3 separate regions of the Mus musculus genome follow, and all the other regions are linked to region 3. The links are chromatin contacts, called in public promoter capture Hi-C maps. All regions are on one chromosome and are shown on one strand. The core of a region is the stretch at or near the end of the contact, and the rest is flanking DNA. Distances in the headings are between cores, read along the strand shown. Region 1 holds the start of Vwf (Von Willebrand factor). Region 2 holds the start of Cops7a (COP9 signalosome subunit 7A). Region 3 holds the start of 4930417O13Rik (RIKEN cDNA 4930417O13 gene).

What was found. Capture Hi-C pulls out chosen DNA fragments and counts their contacts.
Region 1: a contact with region 3 is called in a promoter capture Hi-C map of liver. The contact joins the promoter of Vwf here to the promoter of 4930417O13Rik in region 3.
Region 2: a promoter capture Hi-C map of liver shows a contact between it and region 3. The contact joins the promoter of Cops7a here to the promoter of 4930417O13Rik in region 3. A contact is called at or near these places in 2 of 39 promoter capture datasets (cranial neural crest and liver), 2 of 115 datasets of contacts at active chromatin or transcription factors (memory CD8 T cells and pancreatic cancer cells) and 1 of 9 other capture datasets (liver).

What each region holds. Positions count from the first base shown.
Region 1 is chr6:125,550,198-125,555,105 of GRCm38.p6, forward strand. Vwf (Von Willebrand factor) reads left to right here and starts at 2,751. Exons shown (of 52, transcript NM_011708.4): 1 at 2,751-3,002; 2 at 4,256-4,310. The coding sequence starts at 4,256.
Region 2 is chr6:124,963,543-124,968,067 of GRCm38.p6, forward strand. It overlaps Cops7a (COP9 signalosome subunit 7A), which reads right to left and starts at 1,970. Exons shown (of 8, transcript NM_001355542.2): 1 at 1,860-1,970; 2 at 1,182-1,386. The coding sequence starts at 1,343. Gm23851 (a small nuclear RNA gene) reads left to right here and starts at 741; the gene lies at 741-845.
Region 3 is chr6:125,262,370-125,266,818 of GRCm38.p6, forward strand. It overlaps 4930417O13Rik (RIKEN cDNA 4930417O13 gene), which reads left to right and starts at 3,156. Exons shown (of 4, transcript NR_015527.1): 1 at 3,156-3,700; 2 at 4,031-4,157.

The DNA.
Region 1 (4,908 bases), core at 1,501-4,000, 290 kb after region 3:
CCCGATTTTCCTTCCCATCCCCTCCATCCCTCTCTTCCTCCAGCCCTCCCTTTCAATGCTTGTCTTAATATGAGTCTTTTACTGGTGGCTTTCCTTTCTCCATATCACATTTGCATGTCTCAGCTGCAGCTTCCTGCCCACCCTCATAATTATCTGTGCTAAAATGCTCGGGGTGGGTCTGTGGCTGTGAACACACAGAGACCACGAGGTCTGTAGACTCCTGGGTTGACTCTCATGCCTCTCCTTGGCTCCTTTTATTCCATGCTCTCTCCTAACACTTCCTACCGTTCTTCATTTTTTTATTCTTTGGAGTCATTTTCTTGGATTTCTTTTCCAACATCTAGACTTTTGCTTGCTTTTGCTTTTGTTTTTTATGTGACCAAGTCTCACTATGTAGTAAAGGTTGGTCTTGAACTCACGGTCCTCCTACTTCAGACTCCTGAGGGATGGAATTAAAGGCATGCACCACCATGTCCCACTCATTTGACTCTGGGCCAGCTGTGTATTTTAAAATGTGCTGTGTTTTTCCAGCATTTTGAAAGGCCAGAAGAGGATGTCAGATCCCTCTGAACTGGAGTTAATAGACAGTTATGAACGACCATGTGGGTGCTGGGAGTGAAACCTGGTCCCCTGGACGGTCAGCCAGTGTTCTTAACCACTGAGCCATTTCTCCAGGCCCCAGGAGGAAGGACATCCTGATGAGATGCCTGTGCCCCTCCCTTTGGTTGTCATGCTATTGAGACAGTTCCAAAGACACTGGAGTTTGCCCAGGGATCTTATGCTGGAGAAGGTAAAGTGGGAAGCTGGAGGAGGAATTTTGAAATAGATTTTACATAGTTCCAACAACTTGTAAGACCAACTCTTCAGGAGAGTGGAGCCAAGAAAAAGTAGAGGAATAAGGGGAGAGACTACACCTTGACCAGTACTGCCTACACACACACACACACACACACACACACACACCTCCTGCCCTCTGTTTAAGCCTAATTTTATGTCAGTACTTCAAGTATGGTTTAGGTGGGGGAGGGGGGGGTCACTGGGTCTCCTTGTTCTCTTCCCTCTGTGGCCGCATGAATAAATCTTCCTCTGTATTGTGTTACCATGTGCCTTTTAATTTGGCCCATTGATGATGGGTGGCCAAGGCTAGATTACTAGGCTTCTAGACTCTGCCCCTAAGGACTCTGGTAACAGAAATGTTAAGGGCTAATCTTGCCTCTTTCATTCTTTTTCTTTCCTGGCAACACTGGCCTTCCTACCCTGGCTGGTTGTGCTGGCTAGGTTTTTTGTTTTTGTTTGTTTGTTTGTTTGTTTTTAACTTGATACAAGCTAAAGACATCTGAGAGGAGGGGACCTCAATTAAGAAAATGCTTCCACAATTTGAGTCTGTGTACAGCCTGTAGGACATTTTCTTAATTAGTGGTTGATGGGGGAGGGCCCAGCTCATCGGAAATGGTGCTGAACTGGTGGTCCTGCAAGAAAGCATTGTGAGAAAGCCTGTATGCAGAACCCTTCCATGGCCTCTGCATCAGTTCCTGCCTCCACATTTCTGTCTTGTTCCTGTCCTGACTTCCTTTGGTGATAAACTGTGATACAGAAGCCAAATAAACACTTTCCTCCCCAACGTGCTTGTTGGTCACGGTGATGGTGTTTCATTGCAGCAATAGAAACCTTAACTAAGACAGTGGAAACGGGAACGGGAGAGTGTGAGGTGTGTGTGAAGGGGGCATAGCAGTTCTTCAGAGGCTTGGCGGAATGGTGTAGTGAGAAGCAGTGAAGTAGGCCACTCCTAGACACTCTGCGGGGGCTGCCCAGCTGAGTGCCGGCAATCCCACAGACAAGGTCCTGCCTCACTTCGCTTTCCTACATTGTACCTGGTTTCTTTTTGAACAGGAATTAGTGTGTCCCATCTGGCTGAGACCTGGGCTTTTGGGAATAGGAGGTTGGGAGGCAGGGGCAGAGAGAGTATGTGTGTGCAGATTTACGCTAGTGTGCGTGGAGGTGTGGTGGGAACTCGGGGATGTAGCTCAGTGGAAGATTGTTTATCACGTGCAGGTCTTGGGTTCTATGCCTTAGCAAAGAGCAGGTGTGTACGTGTGAGTCTTTGAAGGGGGAGTATTAGAATGGAACCATCATTTCCACCCCCACTCCCCCAGTTCCCAAAGACTTAGACTGTGACCAGTGCTTTCATTTTTGTTGCTGTTTGTTTTGAGAGAGGCTCTCTCTCTCTCTCTCTAGTCCTTGCTGTCCTGGAGCTTGCTAAGTAGACCAGGCTGGCTCAAACCTCATAGAGACCTTCCTGCCTCTGTCTCCAGGCATGTGCTACCATGTACATAAAACACTGGCTAAGATACAAACAGGCTAGGTTTTTGTGAGGTCTAGCCTGGACGGTTCATACCTGTGGGTGACGGGGCAGGAAGTGCTAACATACTTCTTCCTCTCACCTTGCTGCTAAGTTGGCTAGGTTAGAAGAGTTTTTCAAAACCTCTGGAAATTGGAACCAGAAGCCACGTTGATGTAAGCCTGGTTCTCTCTCCTAGCCTGGACCAGGCTGTCATGGGAAACCTACTGTCCCTGGTCCTGGCTGCCTAAAGGGGCACTCAGGGTGTCTCGGGGACCAAACTGAGCTGTGGTGGTGTTTGGGGAGCAGATTCCAGGAGCTCTCCCTCCTGGCTTTTCAAGCCTTATCAGCCTGGAAGGGCTCGACTACTGCTTCCTGCCATTGTTTCCCGCTGGTAATTAAGAGAAGGCCAGGGCTCTGTGGTGGCAACTTGGAGCTATTGCAGGCAGAGGAATGGGCTGGGGCACAGCTTGGGTTTTCTCTCCCTGGCTCTGAGGACTTTGAAGCCCCTGGACAACTTGACAGCAGGTCGGCTCAGAGTCTGAGCAGATCCATCCAGCAGTTGCGCAGGAAAATGGCTTAGGAGTGAGAGGTGGCACCACTGAGTAGCGGCTGGGTTTCCTCAAGGGACCTTGGAGATACAGCCCCTGTTTGTATGGGCAAGGTATGATGGTTTTGGATGGAGATCTGGCTTAGCTGAGGGGTGGGGGAAGGTACAGGGCTGATCCCTGCCCCTGAGGATCTGGCTGCGGATCCTATAACAGAAGGGATTTGTCTGGAGGAGTGATTCAAAGCTACCTGGATCCTATGGTCCCTCTGCTGTTGCTGCTGGGTCCTGCTTTTCTTTCTGAAGAGGCTTTCTGGCCTGGCAGAATTGTATTCAGATGAGATTGGTAGGTCCCTTCCTTCCCTTCTTGAGTATGTGCTTGGAGCCCCTGATATACCTGTGTGCTGGGAGGGCAGTGGAGAGGGACACTTGCTTTGTGACCCAGTCTTGGCCATGTCCGGTTCACACTCATAAGAGGCTGGATTTACCCCTCTTCATTCGTCTGAATGGGCATTATGTAAGAAGGGTTGTACCCACTATGCCCTAGGTGGCACCTTCTGTATGTCCTGTAACATTCTCCAGAAGAGAGGGGTGGCAGCAGGGGCTTTGAGAGTCGCGGGGTGGGTGAGTGTGCTTAGCCAGCCAGGATTGAGTGGGCAGTGGGGTGAGGCACATTGTAAAGAAATGTTCTCAGGTCCAGGGCTGTTAAATTCCTGTCCCCTTGTCAAGGCCATTCAGCAAACATTTACAGAGCATTCCTGGGTGCTGAGTATCCTTGCAGGTCCCAGGGATGTTGGTGAGAAGGACAGTCCCTGCTCTAAAGGTACTCACGGTCCAGGGCAGGTGACTAACAAGTTCTCAGTGGTGGCCTTGACTGGTCTCTGAGTCTGGGTTCTGATGGCAACAACAAAAGCCAGCCCCTTCTCCTAGTTGGTTGCTATGTGTGATGGTGGAATGGCACCTTTGTTCCAGATGCTGCAGGACTGTGGGGTCATGGGATGCTAGGCTAACATCAAGGGCAGGAGAATAGAACCAGAACTTTCCCACCCCATGGTACCATTGTCTGGAGAAGGTCTCGGCAGTGTGGCTCACTGGGATTGTCACTCTTAAGCCTGGCTCTGCTGTGGGAGGGTTTTGGGGACTAGTTCTCCACGTTTAAAGGAGGCATGGGGGGCAGTGAGAATCCTTATTCTTAGTCTCATTCTCCTCCTCCTTCTATTATTATTATTACTATTATTATTATTATTATTATTATTGGCTTAAGAAAATGTTCCCTCAATGGACACATGCATTGATGGTAGCTTGTCCTTGCCACCTCTCTGGACGGTGAGAACCAGCTCATTTCCTTTTTATTTTATTTTATTTTGCAGATGAACCCTTTCAGGTATGAGATCTGCCTGCTTGTTCTGGCCCTCACCTGGCCAGGTAGGTACAAAACATTTTCTTTCCTTACCTTCTCCCAGGACACTGGGAACACCTCCTTCCAGGGCTCAGTACATGTGTCTGGAACTCACCTGTGCTCCATCTGTGTTAGACTTGTGACTTTAGGAGTCACTGGTCAACTCCTGTGACAGCTATGCAGAACCTTGTTTCTGATTTACATCCCCTCTAAACTGGATATCTGAAGGAACTTGGTAGCACAGGATTGTACCATGTGATGGGAGCACAGGGCAGGACAGACGGCATCCCAGTCTTGGAGACAGCACTTGTTTTCATGTGGTCATTTGGCTGAATCTCTCAATGTAGATGAGGAGACTGCTGGTCAGAGAAGAGACACTACTGCACGAGAGTCACACAGAGCCAAAGTCCAAGGACAGTTCTCTGGGTTCTAGGCCACCCCCTTGTCACCTCACTGCTTGTCCCACCTTAACCTCTCTCACTGAAATGCCAGCCATGCCCTTTGACTGGTGAAGCAGAGCAATGAACAAAGCAACTGTGGGAGCACCAACTCGTTACTGCCCATGGGGTGGGGGGCACAGATGACTCTACCATCTCTATACTCTGAATTCTTCTGTGTTCTCTA
Region 2 (4,525 bases), core at 720-3,219, 300 kb before region 3:
TTCAGGGGACTTTAGACTTCCCCACAATGTTACTTCTGTAACCGTGAAGGGAACTGTGTGCTTTTTTAGGTTTTTCCTCATTGCAGTTCTGAGAACTGAACCTATACTGAGCCTTGCAAACTACAGACAAGGGCTCTTTCACTGAAAAGACCCCCACTCCTTTTTGAGATGGAGTCTAAGTTGCCCACGCTGATCTAAAAAGTTGTGGTCCCCTATCTCAGCATCCCAAGTTCCGAAATCGAAGCCAAGGCCTCACAAGTGCTAAGCAACTACTCTATCAGCAGTTAGATTCTCACCACCATTTTAAAGAGAAAACTGAGGGTTTTCTGATCCAGGTTTTCTGACTTATTTTGTTTTTAAGATAGGGTTTCTCTGTGTAGCCCTGGCTGTCCTGGAACTCAATCTGTAGACCAGGCTGACCTACAACTCAGAGATCCAACTCTTTCTACCTCCCAAATGTTAGTGACAGGATTATTAAGAGGTATCACTAGGCAGGCATGGTAGCACAAGTCTTTAATCCCAACACTCGAGAGGAAGAGGCAGAGGATCTCTGAGTTGAAGGCCAGCCTGGTCGACAGAGAGAGTTCCAGAACACAGTTATAGTACATAGAGAAACCCTGTCCTGAAAAAAAAAAAAAAAAAAAAACCAACACAAAAAGATATCATACTGGTGGACAAGCTGGAGTTTATCAGTGGTATTCTTAATGACTTGTTCTTTTGCTTCAAAATTAAAGATTTCTGCTTGCTTCAGCAACACATATACTAAAACTGGAACGATCCCGAGAAGATTAGCATGGCCCCTGAGCAAAGACGACACTCCAATTTGTAAAGCGTTCCATATTTTTAAATAACAAAAAAAATTATGCATGAGACATAGGCAGGGATTTCCCACACATTCAAGGCCACCTTAGACCATAGTTACTAGTTTAGGGCAGCCAGGACTACACAGTGAAATCCTGACTCAAAGTGTGGGTACAGAGGGAGGGAGCACTAAGTTTACAGACCCTTTATCTGTAAGATAATGAAGACCTTTATTTGATTGATTTATTTTTCCATGTTGAGAGCTAATTATCGGTACCCCGATCACCTGAGTGGTTACTGGGTACAAAAAACGAGCCCAGCACTCAAGAGTTAACTTTGGTCCCAACGTTCTTTGGGGACTACCCAGGCAAGCAACACACCTCTCTAACATTAGGCATATCCAGCAGTTCCCCAAACACGTAGACACCAGGGGCCTCCAGCACCTGGTGGATGAGTGTGGCCAGTGCCGCCCCCTTAGCCGACTTGGCAAGGAGCAGAAACTGCTCTTGGTTCTGCCCTGTCACCTTCACCTCCGCACTCATGGCTGCGCCGAGGTGCGGGGCTCTGGCCTCAAGATTTCTGGAGCTGCAAGGAAAGAGGAACGTGAAACTAAAGGTCCCTGGACCCTGCGAGGGTGGTCAGCTCGAAGGGACGGGAGCTGCACGCTCAAGAGGGACCCCGCCACATCCGCAGTGAGTAAGTGGGGTCCTGAGGTCTAAAAGGCAACTCGAGGGCTCCTCCAAGCCAGCCCCATCCTGGCTGCCACGCCCACCCGCTCCGTCATCCCGGGCCCAGTCCCAAGCCCCACCACGTGCACCCCATTGAGTTCCAAGACTGATGAACCAGGGAAGGGAGAGATAGCACATGGTGTCTACCGGACGACGACGAACCCCCACTTCGGGACGCGAGTCGTGCACGTGGCCGCCCCCACGTGACCTCACCTCCTCGCGCCTGACTCGCGGCTCCACCCCCTCCCTTAAAGAGGCAGCCCCGGGACCGGCCGGGGTCTGCGCCCAAGGCCAGGTCGTACCCCCGGACCGACTGCAACCGACGGCTACCTGGAAGCCTCGTCTCCCAGCGCACGGGGCGGGGCGGCCGCTCCGTCACCTCCGGCAGCGGCTCCCAAGCCTTTCCTGCCACCTCCCCGCAGGGCCGCTCTAGCCGCTCGCTTCTATGGCCAGCTTCCGGCCGTACTTCCGCTCTCGGGAGGCGGGTTCCGGGCGGCTCCGGCCTGCTTCCGTTTCCGGACCGCGGGAGGCGCGAGAGCGGCGCCCATCTTCCGCTCTGTCCGTGCATCTTTATGGGTGCGAGAGCGGTGAATGCAGGGTGCGGAGAGGACCTCGGCTCTGCGGAGGTCCGGGGGAGCGACCCTCCCGGGAGCTGCAGGACAAGGCAGGATGGCGGCCCCGAGTTCCTGCGGCGACGTGAGCGTTAGCGGAAGGCGAGAATTCGCAGAAAGAAAAAATAAGGGAGAAAGGAGAGAAACGAGGCTATAAATAGTCCAACAACTTATCCACTCTTTTTAAAGAGCAGAAGAAAAGTTTAAAGGGTAAGGGGGCAGGAAGTGGTAACACATGCCCCCACCCCACCCCCCGGCGTATTGGAGGTAGAGGTAGGGGAGAATCAGGAGTTCAAAACCAGCCTCAGCTCCATCGCAGATTCCAAGCCAGTTTGAGCAACATGAGAACCGGTCTCAATAAGAAAGAAAACAAACCCCCGAGTGATTAAGGGGGAAAAGGAAGTGTATTGGTTAGGCTTTTGAGGTTTTCTTCCCATAGAAGTTTCAGATCGCATGACCAGACTTTTGGCCATGGTTACTACAAATAAATATTGAGTCATTTTTTTAGTCTTTGGATCCCAAATTAGCAAGGAGAAAAGTGTGAGTGGAACCAAGGCAGATGAGGAAATTTAAAAGTTAAAGGATTCAGCCGGGCACTTGTAATCCCAGCATCCAGGAGGCTGAGGCAGGAGGATTGCTATATGTTGGGAGGTTATCCCGGGCTACAGTGTGAGAGACCCTATCTCCCAAATATCATGGTGGTACACACCTTTAATTAGGTGGATTTCTGAGTTGGATCATCCGCCACTAAATAGACCAGGTTTCAAAATGAAACAAAACAAAAATCCTTACAGAAACCATATAAGGAGGAAATTAAGGTAAAGCCAGGTTTACTGTTAGATGATTTGTAATCCTATCACTCAGTAGGCTGAGGCAGGAGAATTGGACCTTCAAGGGCTGAGTTCTGGAACTAACCTGTAGGACAAAGAAATATGGATAGGGTCCAAGTGCATACCTGTCTGATTCCGTCGCTTCCTTCGAGGGATGGTGGTGCATGCTTGTGGTCTAGCACTTGGGAGGCTAAGTCAGGAGTATCTTAGGCCCAAAGGCCATGTGAGCTGCATAGTTCCAGGCTGAGAGTGGGAGAGAGAGAAGAGTTAGAAAACAAGGCAATGAATGGGCTGGAGAGATGGCTCAGCAGTTTAGAACACTGGCTGCTCTTTCAGAGGTCCTGAGTTCAAATCCCAGCACCTACATGGTGGCTCAAAAATCATCTCTAATGAGAACTGGTGCCCCCTTCTGGTCTGCAGGCATGCATGCAGGCGGAACACTACACATAATAAATCATTTGCTTTCTGTCACCATGTGGAAACACCAGCCAAAGCCAAGGCTTTCACATCCTGATCACCGTCCATCCTGGTGGGAAGTCTGGGCAGAGCACGAGGGATGCGATGACTGACTTGCTCTCTAGGGCTCACACTAAACACCTTACACCTCCAGGACTACTTGCCTGGTAGTGTCACCCACAATGCACTGAGCCTCCCACACCAATCATTAATCAAGAAAATAACTACAGGGCTGCGGAGGTGACTCAGCATTTAAGAACATTTGTTGCTCTTGCAAAGGACCTGGTTCGATTCCCAGCTCCCACAGTAATCTAGCTTCGGGGCATTGAATGGGTTATTAGGCACCAGCGATGCACATGGTGCACGTGAGTATTTGCAGGCAAAACACTCAAAAACATAGTTTTTAGAAAAGAAAATAAGTCCATAGATCTACCTACAGGCAATATAATGGGCTCATTTTCTCAACTGAAGTTCCGCGTTTAAGATGACTCTAGCCTTTGTCAACTTGACCAGACATTTTTTTTTTCCTTTTTTTGAGACGGGATCTCACTATATAGCTATATATCATGGACTGTCCTGGAACTCACTGTGTAGAGTGAGCTATCCTCTAACTCACCAAAGGCTGCCTACCTCAGCCTTCCAGGTGTTGGGATTAAAGTTGTGCAACACCACACCTGAGTATAATCAAGATTTTTAAACCACTATTGATAGCTCACAGAGAGAAGCAGGAAGATCAACCAGAGACTATTACAGGTGTTCAGGTGAGCAATGAAGTTGACTTGGACCAAGCAGAAACAGTGGGAATGAGTTGTCGGACTTCAGTGAACATTATTTGCAAGTGGGTTAGATGCAAGGCATGAACAGAAGAGTTTTAAGAGTGACATCATAGGGGCTGGAGAGATGGTTCAGTGGTTACAAGCACTGGCTGTTCTTACAGAGGTCCTGGCTTCTGTTGCCAACACCCACAAAATGGCTCAACTGTCAAACTCCAATTCCAGAGGGTTCTGATGCCCTCTTCTGGTCTCCACGGGCACTGCATGTGATGTACACATACTTGAAGGAAAAAAAAAATAAACTTTATTAGTTTGTTTTTTATTAC
Region 3 (4,449 bases), core at 1,906-4,405:
ACACACACACACACACACAAATGGAAAAAGAAGAGAACTGTAATTCCCAGTTGGCATAGGTAGTATGTCAATTTGGTTTTGATTTGCTTTTCTTTCTTTTTTTTTTTTGGTTTTTCGAGACAGGGTTTCTCTGTGTAGCCCTGGCTGTCCTGGCACTCACTCTGTAGACCAGGCTGGCCTGCCTCTGCCTCCCAAGTGCTGGGATTAAAGGCGTGTGCCACCACGCCCGGCTTTGATTTGCTTTTCTAAGAGACTAATAATGTGCATATTTCTAAGTACTTAGTGGCCGTTTGTATATGTTTCTGAAAAAGTTTATTGAGCTTTTGTTGTTTTGTTTTGGTTAATAATATTTTCTGTTATTATTTAAAATGATATTAACATTTTATTAATATTATCAATAAATATTGTTAATATTTTGTTAGATAATTTAAAAATTGGGCTATTTTTCTTTTTTATAACTGACAAAAAGGTTTTTTTCTTGTTGTGCTCTAGGTACTAAATCCTTATTGGGTATGAAGAAGGGAAGGGAAGTATTGGGGCTGGTGAGGTGCTGAGCACAAATCTAATAAGCACATTTCAGCTCCTGGAGCCCATGTAAAATCCCTGATGTGAGGCTCACATCTGTGATCCCAGCATTCCCTGCTAATGGCAGGAGAGCCAGACATCACCTGGAAGCTCACAGCCAACTGCCTGGAGTGCACAGAGCAGCAGAAACAACAAAAGGGATTCTGAGTGCTCCCAGCTCCTGCAGAGGACCCTGTTTCAGTTCCCAGCACCCACATCAGGTGGCTCCCAACCGCCTGAAACTCCAGTGCCAAGGGATCGAATGCCCTCTTACGGTCTCTGTGGGCACTGCATGCATGTGGGGCACATACAGACAAGACACACATAAGTAAGAACACATTTAAAGCCTGGCTGAGATGCTACACACTTTTCATCTCAGCACTCAGGAGGCAGGAGCAGGCTGATCTCTGAGTTCGAGGCCAGCCTGGTCTACAGAGTGAGTTCCAGGACAGCCAGGGCTACACAGAGAAACCCTGTCTCGAAAAAACAAAAACAAACGAACACACACACAAAATGCAAAAGTTGTCCTCTGACATGTGATGGCATGCAAATGTGCATGTGTATGTGTATGAGTGTGTTTGCACCCCAACACCTTCCCCACACTAATAATAATGGTAACAATAATAATAATACCCCTAAGTGAGTACTTCCTACCACTCCATGCTCTCTGGCCGCTTCCCTTCCTCCCTCAGGTGCTATCTTTTCATATGAGAAGTTTTTAAATCTTGAGTTGTAGTGATCTATTTTTTTCCTTTGTTGCTTATTCTTTTGGTGGTGTACTTAGGAAACTGTCGCCTAATCTAAGGTCACAGAGGTTGCCACCTCTTTCCTTCTAATGGCTTTGTAGTTTTAATTCTTTTTTTCTTTTCTTTCCTTTTCTTTTCTTTTCTTTCTTTTTTTTTCCGAGACAGGGCTTCTCTGTATAGCCCTGGCTGTCCTGGAACTCACTTTGTAGACCAGGCTGGCCTCAAACTCAGAAATCCGTCTGCCTCTGCCTCCCGAGTGCTGGGATTAAAGGCGTGCGCCACCACGCCCAGCCTGTAGTTTTAATTCTTGTATTTCACTGCTGAGCGGTGTCTCAGTGCCTGAAGTCAGAAGAAAACTATTCTTACACTGGAGGGTCTTGGTAACCATCAATTGGCCTATGGCTTGATTTCTGGACTCTCAGTTTTATTCCATTAATCTATGTCCATCTTTATGTCGCTCTCACAGTTTTGATTACAGTTTTATAGTAAGTTTTGACATCAAGAAGTATAAACTCGGAGTGGTACTGTATGCTTATGTAATCCCAGCAGTAAGGTGGCAGAGGCAGGAGGATTACTGTAAGTAAAAGTTCAGCCTGCGCTACATAGCGAGACCTGTCTCAGAAGAGAAGAGAAAGGAAACTGGAAAGAATGAGTTAGTGGGTTTTGATCTTTTCTGAAATAATGTTTTGTTTTTACACTAATTTGTTCACTCATTTTGTGTGTGGTGTGGGTGGGAGTGTGTCGCGGCACGTATGTGGAGGTCAGAGGTCAGTTTACAGAAGTTGATGCTCTCCTGCCACCGTTGGAGGTCCCAGGGATTCAGTTCAGGTAGCCAGGCTTGGTGGCAAATGTCTTTAATTGCTGAACCATCTTTCTGGCCTCTCTAAAGTATTTTGGCTATTCCGTGCCTCTTGAATCGCCGTATGACTTTTAGGATCAGTTTCATTTCTGCAAAAAGGGGCAATTGAAATTTTTATAGGCATTGTCTTGGACTCACTGGTGGGAGTTGGCAGAATTATCACAATAACACAATCAGGTTTTCCAACCCATGAACACCAAATCTTCTGATATATTTAGTACTAAATGCCTTTAAACAATGTTTTGTGACTTTTCATTGTAGAAGTCTTACAATTTATTTGTTGACTTTCTTGGTAAGGTTTTAATCTTTCTGATGCTATGGTAAGTGGAATTCCCCCCTCCCCTAGTTTTTTCTTGTTTTGTTTCTGAGACAGGGTTTCTCTGAAAGAGAGCTCTGCCTGTCCGTGAACTTGCTTTGTCAACCAGGCTAACTTTGAACTCACAGGGAACTGCCTGCCTCTGCCTCCCCAGTGCTGGGATTAAAGATATGCACTCTTGGTTCCTTTGTTTTTTAAATTAATTAATTAGTTGATTAATTAATTAAAAAAAACCAGTGTCTCATGTATTCCAGGATGGCCTCAAATTGATTTTGTGGCTAAGAATGACCGTGAACACCTGATTCTGTCTCTACTCCTAAGCACTAAGTGACACTGTGACACTTCACCCAGCTGATGTCAGGCTACCCGCTGCTTACGTTACTTATTTTTCTATTTAGACAGGGTCTCCTGTAGTTTCTGCTAGCCTCAGCCTGACTCCACGTGTCTCCCTCCCAAGTGCTGGAGGTGGCAGATGAGCGGCACAGTGCCTGGCTGTGTTGACTTTTGAAGAAGGCAGCTGTTTTCTCTGCGGGCAGGAAGGTGGCAGCAGGACGTGTAGGTGTGTTGCTATGACACCGTGTGCTGCTGTTGTCACGTAACTTCTCTGAAGTCATAGATGGCGAGTTAGATTCTGTGACACAAAGGGAAGCGTGTCTGACTAATTATTCCCACACTGCCTTCGCTTCTGAGGGCTCCCTGGCCTGGGAGAGTTTGAGCAGAAGTGTAAGTTTGGGTCTACAGAGCTCTCGATGTCCTGACCCTTCACTCCTGTAGGATTTGGGCTAGCCCCTTCTGAAGGAACAGGGACCCCTTTAGTGGGCACAGGCTGTGGTCATATTTCTTTTCTCTTTTTCTTTTCTAATGTTTTTGAGGTAGCCTAGGCTGACCTCTGAGGATAGCCCAAGTGCTGACACTTCAGGTGTGTGACACCATGCCTGGCTACCGTCACATTTTGTCACATGCCTTTTGCCTGTACTTACTGACTGGAGAGCTGTTTATTCATGCTTTGCCCATGTCAAAACTGGATAACTGATTCTTCTCTTTCACCTACAAGTTAGACCAGGATGGGCATTTTCATGAGCCTATTGCCTAGGGAGGTTTGTAAATGATAGACACAGGCAAGGCGGGGCCAGAGGAGGCTGAGGTGAAAATCCAAGGAAAAATCCAAGAGTCAGTCAGATGGCAAAGAACTGAAGAAATACTGGACCATTGGAGGTATAAATGTCTGTTTGCCCTCTGCTTCTCTGGTTGTTAGTGGGGTGAGCTGCTCAAGGACTTTGAATGAGTCTGTCTGTGCTGTAACCGGGAGGGTGGGTGGATCGGTGCTGATGCTCCTAGGGAGCATGTGAGCAATGGTGTCAGGTACTGAGCTGCGCAGGACGCAGGGCTGGTAAATGTGTCCTGGAACGACTCAGTCACCAGCTCCTGCCTTCTCTGCCAGGCGTGAGAGCAGCATGAGAAGTCAGGGTTCCAGGCAAAGAGTAAAGGAACCCGGGAGGTCAAGGCACGGGGCGGGCAGGTGGAACAGAATATCACCCTTCCTAGGGTTCCCAGTGGGAAAGTGCGAACTTCAGGACGGGCCGTGTGGAGACTTCTGGGGCTGAGACGTGACTAACACATTTCCATGCTGAAGGATGTGGTGGACTGGCAAGGGACTAGAATAAGAGATGACGTGAGTTTCTGTGTGTTTTCTGATCCTTTTTATTATTATTTTTTAAAGATTTACTTATTTTATGTATGTGAGTACACTATAGCTGTACAGATGGTTGTGAGCCTTTATGTGGTTGTTGGTCATTGAATTTTTTTAGGACCTCTGCTCACTCTGGTCAATCCTGCTCGCTCAGTCCCTGCTCGCTTCAGCCCAAAGATTTATTTATTATTATGCATAAGTACACTGTAGCTGTCTTCAGACGCACCAGAAGAGGGCGTCAGATCTCATTATGGATGGTTGTGAGCCACCCCCT